Regions from separate parts of the Mus musculus genome. Here region 2 is linked to region 1. A link is a contact called in public promoter capture Hi-C data. All regions are on one chromosome and are shown on one strand. The core of a region is the stretch at or near the end of the contact, and the rest is flanking DNA. Distances in the headings are between cores, read along the strand shown. Region 1 overlaps Laptm4b (lysosomal-associated protein transmembrane 4B). Region 2 overlaps Rida (reactive intermediate imine deaminase A homolog).

What was found. Promoter capture Hi-C pulls out the DNA fragments that hold promoters and counts their contacts.
Region 2: a promoter capture Hi-C map of liver shows a contact between it and region 1, with 1.7 times the contacts expected there. The contact joins two enhancer-like sites. A contact is called at or near these places in 1 of 39 promoter capture datasets (liver) and 3 of 9 other capture datasets (adipose tissue, liver and pancreatic islet).

What each region holds. Positions count from the first base shown.
Region 1 is chr15:34,269,300-34,275,748 of GRCm38.p6, reverse strand. Laptm4b (lysosomal-associated protein transmembrane 4B) reads right to left here. Exons shown (of 7, transcript NM_033521.3): 3 at 3,332-3,405; 4 at 2,399-2,521. It also overlaps the pseudogene Gm18949. Among named protein-coding and RNA genes, the nearest start is that of Matn2, 34 kb to the left of the region's middle. Within about 2 kb of position 2,663, at least 7 of the 459 cell types and tissues checked have an H3K27ac peak or open chromatin away from gene starts, as enhancers often do. A contact at or near this core is called in liver, where this site is marked.
Region 2 is chr15:34,485,920-34,492,368 of GRCm38.p6, reverse strand. It overlaps Rida (reactive intermediate imine deaminase A homolog), which reads left to right. Exons shown (of 6, transcript NM_008287.3): 2 at 3,690-3,795; 3 at 4,573-4,627; 4 at 5,690-5,758. Among named protein-coding and RNA genes, the nearest start is that of Rida, 6.1 kb to the left of the region's middle. Within about 2 kb of position 2,433, at least 13 of the 459 cell types and tissues checked have an H3K27ac peak or open chromatin away from gene starts, as enhancers often do. A contact at or near this core is called in liver, where this site is marked.

The sequences.
Region 1 (6,449 bases), core at 1,414-3,913:
TAATGGCACATCTTTCTAAATAGCGAAGTCTTACATGTTTATTTTGTTTTGTAAACAAGGATGATGAATTACTTTAACCATGTTTTGCAGGATTCCAGCTTGGGCTCGTCTGCAGCCTTCTCAGATGACGACTGCCTTTCTAACTCGCCACATTTCAATTTGTCAGCAGTAGCAGCCATCATGGGAATGTCAACGTCCCTTTTCATTGCCATTTCGAGGCATTGTTTATAATGTACATGATTTGCTACTACAGCTCAGACGGATCTGGGATTTGTTTTGTGCAAATGGGTTCTCACCAAGTAGCTCAGGCTGACTGTGGACTTTTCCTCAGCCTTCTAGGGGCTGGGGTTACAGGCATGCACTACTGTGCCCAGCTCAGAATGACCATTAAATGGTACCGAATGTTTTTGGAGGGAGATTGGGAAGTCAAGACAGGGTCACATGTAACCCAGGCTGGACTCAAATTCACTATGTAGGAGTTGAAGGATGACCTTCAACTTCTGACCTTGAACTTCAGCCACTTCACCTGGCTTCCTGAAATATTTCATTTCTAATATTTGGTTTGTCATTACAAATAAAAGTGAAAGCCCATTTTTTTTTTTTTTACAAATTATAATTCTTGTCAGCTTAAACAATATTGTCGTTGTACCACCTAATGGTTCCAAAGTGAATGACTGGAGAGTAGCAGATAAGGTAGGGTCAAATGAAGCCACTATGACTGTGTGGCTCTCCAGCCCATGAACTGGACATACAGTGCACCACTCCACAGCACAGGGCAGCTACTGGCCTGTCTTCACATATCCTTACCATCACCACCAGCCCAGTCCCGTACATGATAAGCTTGTTGGGACTGAGTTTCTTCCTCTGTTGCAGCACGATTTGAGGAGCCCAGCAAGCAGATCATAGAGGTAACATGAAGTCTTAGTACAGAGGCTAATCCTCTACTGCCCCATCACAGACAGGCCCTTTCATGTTCTACTATCTCCCAAGAGGCAACTCTTAAAACTGGCACATGGAACTTTTTAGACACTACTGCCAATCAAAACATAGTCCTGGCTCTTCAATAAAAAGAACAACAATGTAGACATTTCTAAGGAGCAAAAATTTGGGGCCTTCTGTGGTGGGACAGGTCAGAGCAGGACTGTCAGCAAGACTACAAGCTTCTATCCTCCCCACCTCCTCTCTCCCCTCCTCAGCCATTCTTCTCTCCTCACTCCCCCACTCCCCTCAGCCATTCCTCTCTCCTCACTTCCCTCCTCCCTATCCCCACCAACCATTCTTTCCACTGGATCATCTAGTTCCCAATGCCACAGGAATCCTGTAGCCTCACCTCTCCTGGTCCTTACCCTGAGTTCAGAACTACTAGAGAGGCTGCGTGTAATGAACACACGGGCACAGTCTGTAACCCAAGGGAACAGGGAGCAGGCTGAGATAGGAGGCCAAGCCGGGCAACTCAGCAAGACCTGGTCTCTAAACTAAGGATGTAGCTCAACAGTGAAGTGCTTAGCTTGCGTGTGGCCAGGCCCTTGGTTTAATCCCTAATACCACATTAAAAAAAAAAAAAACAAGTAATAAAATTATATAGAGAGAACCTTCAAGAGTGAAGATTTACTGGGCAGTAGTGGCACACACTTTTAACTCTAGCACCTGGGAGACAGAGGCAGGGGGATCTCTGTGAGTTCGAGGCCAACCTGGTCTACAGAGTGAGTTCCAGGACAGCCAGGGCTACACAGAGAAACCCTGTCTTGAAAAAAAGAGAGAGAGAGAGAAAAAGAACAACAACAAAACAAAACAATCCTCCCCCGCAAAGAGTGAATGTTTTGCCATTTAAACAATTTTACGGAAATTACATTTTCAAACACATTCATAATTTTAAAATCCAAGGTTAAATAGTGCAAGGGTCCACAATTACTCCATCTGACGCTATTAGAAGCTCCTCAATACCCAGCCACCAATACTACCCACCAGATGTCCATAAAGTACTTAACATGAAATCAGGAAGAAAGAGATCTCTAGGGAACTAAGTCTGGAGAGAATCCGACAGCAGTTTCCTGTCTCCCACAAGCCAACAGAAGAAAGATCCCATCCATTGCTGACACCTAAGCAAAGCATATCAATGTTCCCATAGACACAGAAAATGCCATTCCTGCCCTCTGCCTCATCCCTGCAGGTCCTAGGAGGTTATGACAGTTATAACATCCTAAAAGCACCCTTGTAATTCAGAACTCCCACCTTTCAGCAAAAACCTCAACCATCTCACCAAATACTCAGCTGCAAGTTTAAGATCTGCTTAATGTGTGTGTCCCTTGATAGTGATTTGTTTGTCCTTTACTCAATCAGCGCCCCACCACCACCACCACCACCACGACAAGAGGCAGTGAGTAGGAGGGTCACCTACCAGCTGTCGTATGTATTCCTGAATGGAGTTCGGATAGACAAGCACAGTGATTGCAACCAAAGTATTCAGGGCAAAATCAAAGATCTGGTAACAGAAGAACGGGATGATCCAGGCAGCATGTTGCTAAAAATGAGAAAACAGAATGTTAGTATGTTGGATATAACAAGACACTGAGCTTATCAATATGAAGGGACCTGGAGGACTGGCAGTCATTAACCAGGCCATTAACCTGGCAGTCATTAACCAGGCACATGGAATGCCAGCGACTGGTGTGCCAAGCTGAAGCAGTGAAGAGACAGCAATGCTGGGGCAGGAGGAATGGCTCAGCAGTTGAGAGCACAGACTGCTCTTGCAGAGGTTTTACATTCAATCCCCAACAACCACACGATAGCTTACAACCCTCTATAATGGGATCTGATGCCCTCTTCTGGTGTGCAGGCATACATGCAGATAGAGCACTCATACACATAAAATAAGTAACAAAGAAAGAAAGAAAGGAAGGAAGGAAGAAAGAAAGAAAAAAGAAGAAAAAAGAAGCAAACAAAAATACCAAGTGTTCATAATAATGTGGGTTTTACCAGTTTTTCTAGTACCACAAGGAGTCAGCGAGAGATTTCTTAAGACTCTTGCAAAGAACTATGAATAATTCTACACTCAGAAAAGGTAACCTCAGATTATGCCACAGCAGCAGTTCTCAAGTGGTGGGTGGGTGGCAACCCCTTTGGAAGTTGAAAAACTGTTTCATAGGGGTTGCCCAAGACCATCAGAAAACACAGATAGTTACAACTCAGAACAGTAACAAAATTATAGTTATGAAGTAGCAACAAAAATAAAATAACTTTATGGTTGGGCATCACAATGAAAGCTGAAAACACTGCTCTAGTGGAAGGGCCTAAAGACAGGCCCCGCCCTCACCTCCCAACAGTGGCTTACCTTGTATGCACCGTAAGTAGCCATGGCACATATCAGGATCATGAGGAGAGAGATTGCGATAGCAATGCACATGTCTAGCAAAAGTCAAAAAAGGGGGGTGGGGAGAGACAATTAGATCCACTACTGAACAAACTGAGTTTCTCTTCATTTTGTTTATAAACCAATTATAGCTGAAAATTTTATATTAACCAGAGCTAACAAGTGCCAGGTGATGTCCTCACTAAATCCTAAGTGCCTACATGATTGCAAAGAGAAGAGGTGCTGGTTACAGAAGCCAAAGGAAGCCTTCTGGTCCTCACTAACTCAGTTATCCTGTAGCCACACAGGTGCCTATTAACTCAGCCATCCTATAATCAGAAAGCTGTCTCTGTACTTTATACACTCCTACCTAGATCACAAATTAAAACTCTGATACCTTATTCACTCAAAGTTAAAAATCTGTTTCTGTTCAAGATCCTAATGTCCAGCCGGGCGTGGTGGCACACGCCTTTAATCCCAGCACTTGGGAGGCAGAGGCAGTCGAATTTCTGAGTTCAAGGCCAGCCTGGTCTACAGAGTGAGTTCCAGGACAGCCAGGGCTATACAGAGAAACTCTGTCTCGAAAAACAAAACAAAACAAAACAACAACAACAACAACAACAACGAAAGATCCTAATGTCCCTATTTCCTCTAAAGCGATCTCTCATCTTAGTTCTCACCCTGGCTGTCAATGTCACCTAACCAGGATCAAACACTAATTGCTAGGCCTTATGTCTGAAGTTTTCTTCATTTGTAGTATGATCAAAACTCTGTTTTAATGACTAGGGTGGTCCCAGGTAGCTGGTGCTGTTCCTACCCTTCCAGTCACTGTGCCCTCCCCTCTGTCATGTGGGATTATAGCTACAGCACACATCATTATTCATCTCATTCTAACTGCTACTGGTGATTGCCAGTTTCTCTCCAGGTAAAGGGACAGTACACTGTTGACTGTCAGCACCGTCTTGGTGACGAATGCTCCCCGTGGCAGCAGCAGTTGGGTGCTGGGAGCCTCGGAGGAGAAGGTCGGTAACACGCTCCTCCAGATCCAGTTCGGAGAATATGAAATATCTCATCAATGGCATTTAGACTGATTTCAATAATTACAATTTACCTTGGTTTTTATGTGAACATATCATTTTCTAGTCACATTATGAAAAGCAACAACAAAGACCCAAGATTAACCACTGAACAATGTTGTGATGCCTATACACAGAAGGCACAAGGTAAACAGTTATTTTTTCAGGAAGCCTGTGTCTTTAGGTGTAACTAAGCTGCTAACTCCTGATGCTGAGAAGGCAGTGAAGTAGCTCTATTCGATGGTTTTAGAGATGTTTCATTCTCCCTGGCTGAGGCAGAGGTTGCTCTTTCTGAGCAGAAGATAAAATGAGGGTTTGGGGTTGAGAGCAAAGGTGGGGCTGTGACTAATTCTGCCATAGTGGTTAGTGTTAATTGCCAACTTGACTGGATCAAGACAGACCTGGATCAGTCAAGCACATTTCTGTGGTGTTCATAAGAGTGTTTCTGGAATGCTAAATAGAGAGGGAAGGCCCACACATGGGCTAAGGTCCCTTACACAAAAACAGGAGAAAGGCCCCTTAGAGCATGTATCCATGTCCCCATCCCTTCAGAACTGCCCATAATGACCTCAAATGCCCTAAACTGTAAGGAAAAGAGGGGGGGGGGGAATTGATGGGGGATGGGAAAGTGGGGGTTGGGGGACCTTCTCAATATTTAATAAGAAAAAAGTTAATTTGTGAAAACCAGGCCATTGACTATTTCAATGATCTTTATAGAGATAGATAATAGAGAGAGGCAAATAAACTCAAAGGTTTACTCAAGACATGAAAATATTAACATGCACTGTATGAGGTCTTTAGTAAGGACTGTGTGGCACACTCCAGAACTGACCTTGATTAGAGTCATAATTTATATGTCCACCCAAGAACACAAAACCCAAAGAATTAAAAGGTACAAATAAAACCCATGAAATGAAGTACACTATTGGCACTCACACAAACAGTGAGAGAGGTGAGGACATTTCGGAAATCCCATTTCTCTGTGTACTTCTAACCAGCTCTCCTGGACAAACTGCTACATCCCAAGCTCAGGCTGATGATGGTGTGTACATGCTCGGCCCAGGAAGTGGCATTATTAGAGGGTGTGGCCCTGTTGGAGTAGGCGGATCTCTGTGGGTGTGGGCTTCAAGACCACATCCAAGCTGCCTGGAAATGAGTTTTCTGCTAGCAGCCTTCCTTCAGATGAAGATGTAGAACTTAGGATCCCCAGGCTCTGCTGGCCTTCGAGCTGCTGCAATGTTCTTCCAATGAAAGCAGAGTCCCAGACCCACTCCTGACTCATGGATCTCTAGTAAAATAGTGAAATGTGGATTTTTGTCATCAACTCCCTTAGGGCTTCACTTCCGGTAACAAACTCCAGTACTACAATTTTGTAGCTTCTGAAGGGAGATAAGAAAATCCCTCTGTGGGAAATGGGTTTTGATCACGAGGCTATAAAAAAGAGCAGTGCTGTCCGCTGTCTTTTCAGTCAGGCGCTGAGTGGGTTTTCAGATCATGTCTGGTGGCTCCAAGGATTACAACAGAGAACATGGCGGCCCAGAAGGAATGGACCCCAATGGTGTCATCGAGGGCAACTGGAATGAAATTGTTGATAACTTTGATGATATGAATTTAAAGGAGTCCCTTCTTCAAGGCATCTGTGCTTATGGTTTTGAGAAGCCTTCAGCTATTCAATAGAAAGCTATTATCCCTGTATTAAAGGATATGATGTGATTGCTCGAGCTCAGTCAGGTACTGGCAAGTCAGCCACATTTGCCATTTCCATCCTGAACAGTTGGAGATTGAGTTCAAGGAGACCCAAGCACTAGCATTGGCCCCCACCAGAGAACTGGCTCAACAGATCCAAAAGGTAATTTTGGCTCTTGGAGATTATATGGGAGCAACTTGTCAATGCTTGCATTGGAGGAACAAATGCTCAAAATGAAATGCAGAAGGTGCAGGCTGAAGCCCCTCATGATGTTGCTGGTACTTCAGGGAGTGTTTGATATGCTAAATAGAAGATACCTTTCTCCAAAATGGATCAA
Region 2 (6,449 bases), core at 1,184-3,683, 220 kb before region 1:
TGGTTTTTCAAGACAGGGTTTCTCTGTGTAGCCCTGGCTATCCTGGAACTCACTTTTTAGACCAGGCTGGCCTCGAACTCAGAAATCTGCCTGCCTCTGCCTCCTGAGTGCTAGGATTAAAGGCGTGCGCCAGGATTTAAATTCTTAGTTGGCTTCTTTTTAATGGTGTGACCTTACAGAGAGACTTTGTCTCCTAGTTTGCTTCTTTATCTTCTAAATGAACCTAAGTAATAATGCTAGTTCTTAACCATAAGGAAGGAAGGGGTCAGTCCAAAAAATCCCTTTTAAGGAAAAAATTCTGTAGTCCCAGCACTCGGGAGGCAGAGGCAGGCTGATTTCTGAGTTCCAGGCCAGCCTGGTCTACAGAGTGAGTTCCAGGACAGCCAGGGCTACACAGAGAAACCCTGTCTCGAAAAGAAAAAAAAAAAATTGTAGTAAATTTTTTGTTCCTCGGCCTAATCCTGCTCTTTCAGCTATTGGTGATAGTTGCAGGAGATTACCTTCTTTACTTCAGAACAAAAGACATCTGTAGCAGAGAGACACTTTGTCATGAAGCCTGGTAACCAAAGGGTGTCTTCAGATAGATAACTATCCGGCTTGTTAATGCCTCATCTCCTCTCAGAAGCATTAGTTAACACTTGTACAGTTAGTCTCCCTCTTCCTGTTTAGAACGGCCCTGCATGGAGGCCAGAGTCCGGTCTCTACCAAGCTCCTACATAAACAGTATGTGGTAGCCCTCCTGTGATAACAGTACATGAGAGGCAGAGACAGAAACTCCCCAGAGCAAGCTGACTAGATAGACTAGTCAATCAACAAGTTCTGGGTTCACGTGAGAGACCCTGCCTCAATGTAGTAGATAAGGTAGAGAAGGATTGAAGAAGGCACCTGATGCCCACTCCTGGCCTCCGTATTTTGGGAACTATTTCCCAAAAGTAAAGACTAGTGTATAAAGTTTGTGATGAGTACACTTTTTGAAATTCTAGCTTCTCTCAAGAGAATTCTAATGTGCTGGGCTTTTTAGTCCTCAGCCCTGGGAATGAATGGAGTATTGTTACTGATTAGCTAAGCACAACTCAGCACATTTTAGGACACTGAGGACGGACCTGGAGGGATTGCAACACCAGTGCTATTGAGTGGCTTTCTGTTTTATTAGCACTGCCATAATATGGCACAGACCATGACTTGAAACTTAATTGGAATGTTTCTGAAAGTTTTACCCCCTGATTTTGGGCTTGGTTTGCTATCATTTAGGTGTTTCTCTGTGTGGGGTTTGCTTGCTTGCTTGTTTGTTTGTTTTCAGGTAACCTCACTGTGGTCCCAGACAGCCCAGAATTCACTACACATCCCAGGTTGGCACCACACTTGAGAGCCTCCTGAGTACTAGGGTTATAGGTTTGCACCATCATGCCCAGTATATTTCTGGACAGGAAGTAGAATAAAAGGCTTTTAAAGTTCTGCATGGGTGAAATGGTTCTGCAGGTAAAAGCATCATTATCCCAAAACCCAGTGCCCTGAGTTTGGTACCTTCATGGTAGGAGAGACCTGACTCCTGCAATTTGTCCTTTGACCTCCACATGTCTACTACAGTGAGCAAGAGCACACGCATGTACACAAACACACATACACACACACTAAATACAATGCTTTTTTTTTTTTTAATTAGGAGCTGAAAAGATGACTCAGCAGTTCAGAGTACTTCCTGCCCTTGCACAGAACCCAAGTGTGGCTCCATGTACCCACATCAGGTGGTTCACAACCATCTGTAACTCTAGTCCAGGGGACCCTGATGCCTTCTTCTGACCTCTGGGTACCCACACAGAAATGTGGCATGCACTCATGAAAACACACATACATATAAATAAAAATGAAGTCTATTTGTAAGATTGACTTATTTTTTTATTTTATGTACATGACGGTTTTGCTTGCATGAAATTGTGTGTACTGTAGATCTGAGGAGGTAAGAAGGGAATACCAGATTCCCTAGGCTTGGAGTTACATAGAGTTGTGAGCCACCATGTTGATGCCTGGGATTGAACCTGGGTCCTCTGCAGGAGCAGTAAGTGCTCTTAACAACTGAACCAACTCTCCAGCCCCAAAATAGTTAAAAAGAAAACATTAGGAAACAATTTCTGGAACCTACAACTGAAGGAGTAGGATTCTTAGGCCTAGGAAGTATCACGTAGTCAATTGTTTTTTGGGTTTTTTTTTTTTTAGCTAAACCTCTTTAAATCCTTGGGAGTTTCAATCTTAAACACAAATTGTCTCAGCTCCAATAACTACTTTTGATATTCTGGAAATAAATGGATTTTTTTTACTATCATAAAGTTTTTTATTATTGATGATGCATTCGAGCTTAAACTCTTTCATATGTTGTGAAAAACTGAAGATATTTTGCAATGGGCCTAGTGCAGATGGCCTAATTACACAAGGGCGGGGTGGGGGTGTGTTTATAGTGTTAACCAATAGTTCGGTTCAACCTGAGGAAAGCTCACACATTAAGAAGCTCAATAGTTATCTATTTAAAGATATGGGTAAAAGAAAGCCAGAGAGCCCTGTGCTTTCTGAGTTGTCAGAGCCGACCTCCAGCACTTCCTGTGTAAGGGATGAGCATACACCAGGATAGGGTGATAAGGGGACAGGAAGGAGGTTTCCTCTGGAGCCAAGGGGAATAGGACTGCTGGCTTTCGATTCTTTGGTGGTTCCGTCTCCTGAACCTGCAAAATCACCAGTATGGGAGGTAGGAAAGGTTTCAGCCACAGAGAAGGGTTCTCTACCAGAAGCTGGCAGTGGTGTATGGGACCTGGCCAGAGAGTCCAGGTTTTCCATACACAATACCTTTAACCCAGTGGATAGTAGGGAGGTAGAAAGTGCCTCCTTTAGGCCATCCTACACTGAAAGCTGACCATTCTTTACTGAAAAAAAAAAAAAAAGTCAGTCTCTCCCCACCCAAACAGTTAGGCCCAAATTCCCTGACAGGTGTTTGAAGTCCTCAAGTGTAACTGGACTAGGTTCGGTGGGGAAAGCTGCTGGTCTACCCCATGAGAGTTCTCAAGAGGCAAGATATTACCGTAATTTTAAGCCAGCCTAGAATACACAACAAGTTTCAGGCCAGCCAGGGCTACATGATGAAGCCTTGCCTCGAAAGCAAAGACACACCCCACCACCAAAAAAGTACTATTTTGAGCCAGATGTCTTTGCTGGAATTATCCATCAATGTGTAGTCATCTGTTGGACCTAGCAGAGATTCGTTTTGTTTATTGGAATGTTGTTTCCAAACATTCATGTGAAGCTTTGGGGTGTTTTAATTCTCATTTACATATTTGCCTAAGGGATAGAATAATACTGGGTATCCTAGGGTTTTATTGCTGTGAAGAGACCATGTGAACAGACACCATGACCAAGGCAACTCTTATAAGGACAATATTCAGTTGGGGCTGGCTTACAGGTTCAGAAGTTTAGTCCATTATCATCAAGGCAAAAGTACTTTCTCCCAACCTGTGACTGTTTTACATTCTTAAAGATGTCAGTAAACAAAATTTTAATTTAGTAAATGTCAGATTTATGAGTTTTTTTATTTTACAACTTTTACTTTTTTATCTTATTACTATTTTAGCATTGGCTTTTATGTTATCTATTATATATACATGTATATATATGTGTGTGTATATATATGCTTTTGTTTATTTCAGTCAAGCTGTGCAAGTGGACAGGACCATTTACATTTCTGGACAGGTAGGCCTGGATCCTTCCAGTGGACAGCTTGTGCCAGGAGGAGTAGTAGAAGAAGCTAAACAGGTAAGCCTGCACATGAGAGGTCCCCGTTGTAACACTACATGGTAATATCGAACCGTGGAGACAGTCTTTGATCCTGAGCAGTGATCACATGTGTTTTCAGCTACTCACTATTCGGTCTAAGACTTTAAAAAACTCTTTTATCTATTTTATGTGTATAAATATTCTATCTGCATGCATGTTTATTTAGCACATGTGTGCCTGTTGGATTCCCTGGAACTGGGGTTACAAGCGGTCATAAACCACTACGTGGGTGCTGGGAATCCAACTGTGTCCTCTGCAAGAGCAACAAGTACTCTCAACCAGGGGCCATCACTGCAGCCCCTTTAAGATGGCTTAACAACAGAGAAAACCACCTGCTTATTACCTGTGTTATCAAAAACAAATGCTGTTGTGTCAGATGGATTGGAAAGCTTATTTTCAGGGCCATTGACCTCCCTCCTCTTCCCAAAGTATGGATATGTAATTCATTACTGATGATTTGATTATTTGAGGTTTTATTTTGATTGGGGTTAGGGGTTGTTTTAAATTTTGAGACAGGGTCTCTTATAAGCTAGGCGGCTTTGAACTCACTATAAACTCACTAACCCCAGCCTCTTGCCTTAACCTCCCATGTACAATACCATATCCATCCCAGTATTCCTACAAAATAAAAAAACCTTTCACTACAATTCAGATTTAGTCCACTAATGGAAGCCAGTACATAATTGACTTGTGTGGAAATATCGGTTAAAGTAATTACACAGCATCGTCTTTGACCTTTCTTGACTTGATTCACAGGCTCTTAAAAACTTGGGTGAGATTCTGAAAGCTGCAGGCTGTGACTTCAATAATGGTGAGTAACTGGGTCTTTCTTCCCTGTTCATTGGTGGGTTTTGTTGTCTGTTTGTGTTGTTTGCAGCACTCAGGATCCAACTCGGAGCCTCATGCATGCCAGGCAAGCCAGCACTGTTAATGTGTGTTTGGTATGTCCTTGGTCTTTGTGGAGGACGTATAATAGCCAATCATCTGAGTATGCATGTCTTTTTTGGTAAAGGTTATGGAGTTGTTCGTTTACAGTATTCTGCCTGCACATATTCCTGCACACCAGAAGAGGGCACCAAATCTTATTATAGACGGTTGGGAGTCACCATGTGGTTGCTGGGAGTTGAATTCAGAACCCCTAGAAGAGCAGCAGCCAGGTGCTTTCAACCCCTAAGCCATCTCCAGCCCTAAAGGTTGTGGGGGTTTTTAGGTTTGGTTGGTTGGTTGGTTGTGGTTGGTTGGTTGGTTGGTTGGTTGGTTGGTTGGTTGGTTGGTTGGTTGGTTTTTTGAGACAGGGTTTCTCTGTATAGCCCTGGCTGTCCTGGAACTCACTCTGTAGACCAGGCTGGCCTCGAACTCAGAAATCCACCTGCCTCTGCCTCCCAAGTGCTGGGATTAAAGGCATGTGCCACCACCGCCCGGCAAAGGTTGTGTTTTAATGCTCTAAAAAACAACACCGGTTCCTTTCTTTAGTCTTGGTTTCATCAGGTTACTCATAAAAATTATACACTGGGATTTTGTTTTTTGTTTTGCTTTGTTTGTTTTGGAGGGGGTGTTGTTTTGTTTTGTTGGTTTTTTGAGACAGGGTTTCTCTGAGTAGCTTTGGATGTCCTGGAACTCACTCTATAGACCTGGCTGGCCTCTAACTCTTAGAGATCTACCTGCCTCTGCCTACTGAGTGCTGAAATTAAGGCATGCACCACTGCCCAGATATACACTGTTTTTCTAAGTCTTGTTTTGAGTTTGATAAAACGGCTAAAACTAAAGAAGAAAAAAATTATTTTATTTATATGTGTATATATATATATATATATATATATATATGTGTGTGTGTGTGTGTGTATATATATATTTGTATGTATCTGTCTTCTAGTGGTGAAAACAACTGTTTTACTGGCTGACATGAATGACTTTGGCACTGTCAATGAGATCTATAAAACATGTAAGTGATTTGACCTTATTCTCACTCACTTTTAAAGGGAAATAAGTCTGCTGATATAAATGTATCATTGTCAAGTAAAAGTGAGATGTGAAAATGGCATTTTGTCCTGACACAATCCATTATCTGGTTGGAAACACAGTAGTAGCATGCCCTTGTGAGAAAGATCTCTATTTCTATTGCAGTTCTTAAAAATATAATGTGCATAAGCTCTGCATATTCATTTTCCTAGAACCTAACTTTATTGTTTGTTTCTCTGGCTTTGTAAGCCTCCCCTAAATCTTTTTAGACATACAGACTTATTGCTATGATATGGTCTAGCTACCTTCTTGTGGCTCTCTGCAAATCACCGGGAACTTACTGAACATTTCCATACTAGTTCTTAGTCCGTAAAGTGAGGACAGGATTCTGCCACCTTCGGGCGTTGTCAGAATGATTACATTAATTATCCTGTACAGCACTTAGAACAGATACTGGCAAGGTCTAAGCTCCGAGCAAATGCTCCTGTTGCTGTCATTGCCGTAGCAGGGGAAGTGAGTCCCTGTCTCCTGGTAAGATGAAATGAAGGTATAGTGTGAAAAAAACTTCACTGTTATTCTCTGCAGAAGATGTGACCACAGAAGGTTAAAGTTCACAGGGAAGTCCTCGCTGAAGATCAGGAGCCACCCTCAGTTTTGATAATTGGTTCATAGGA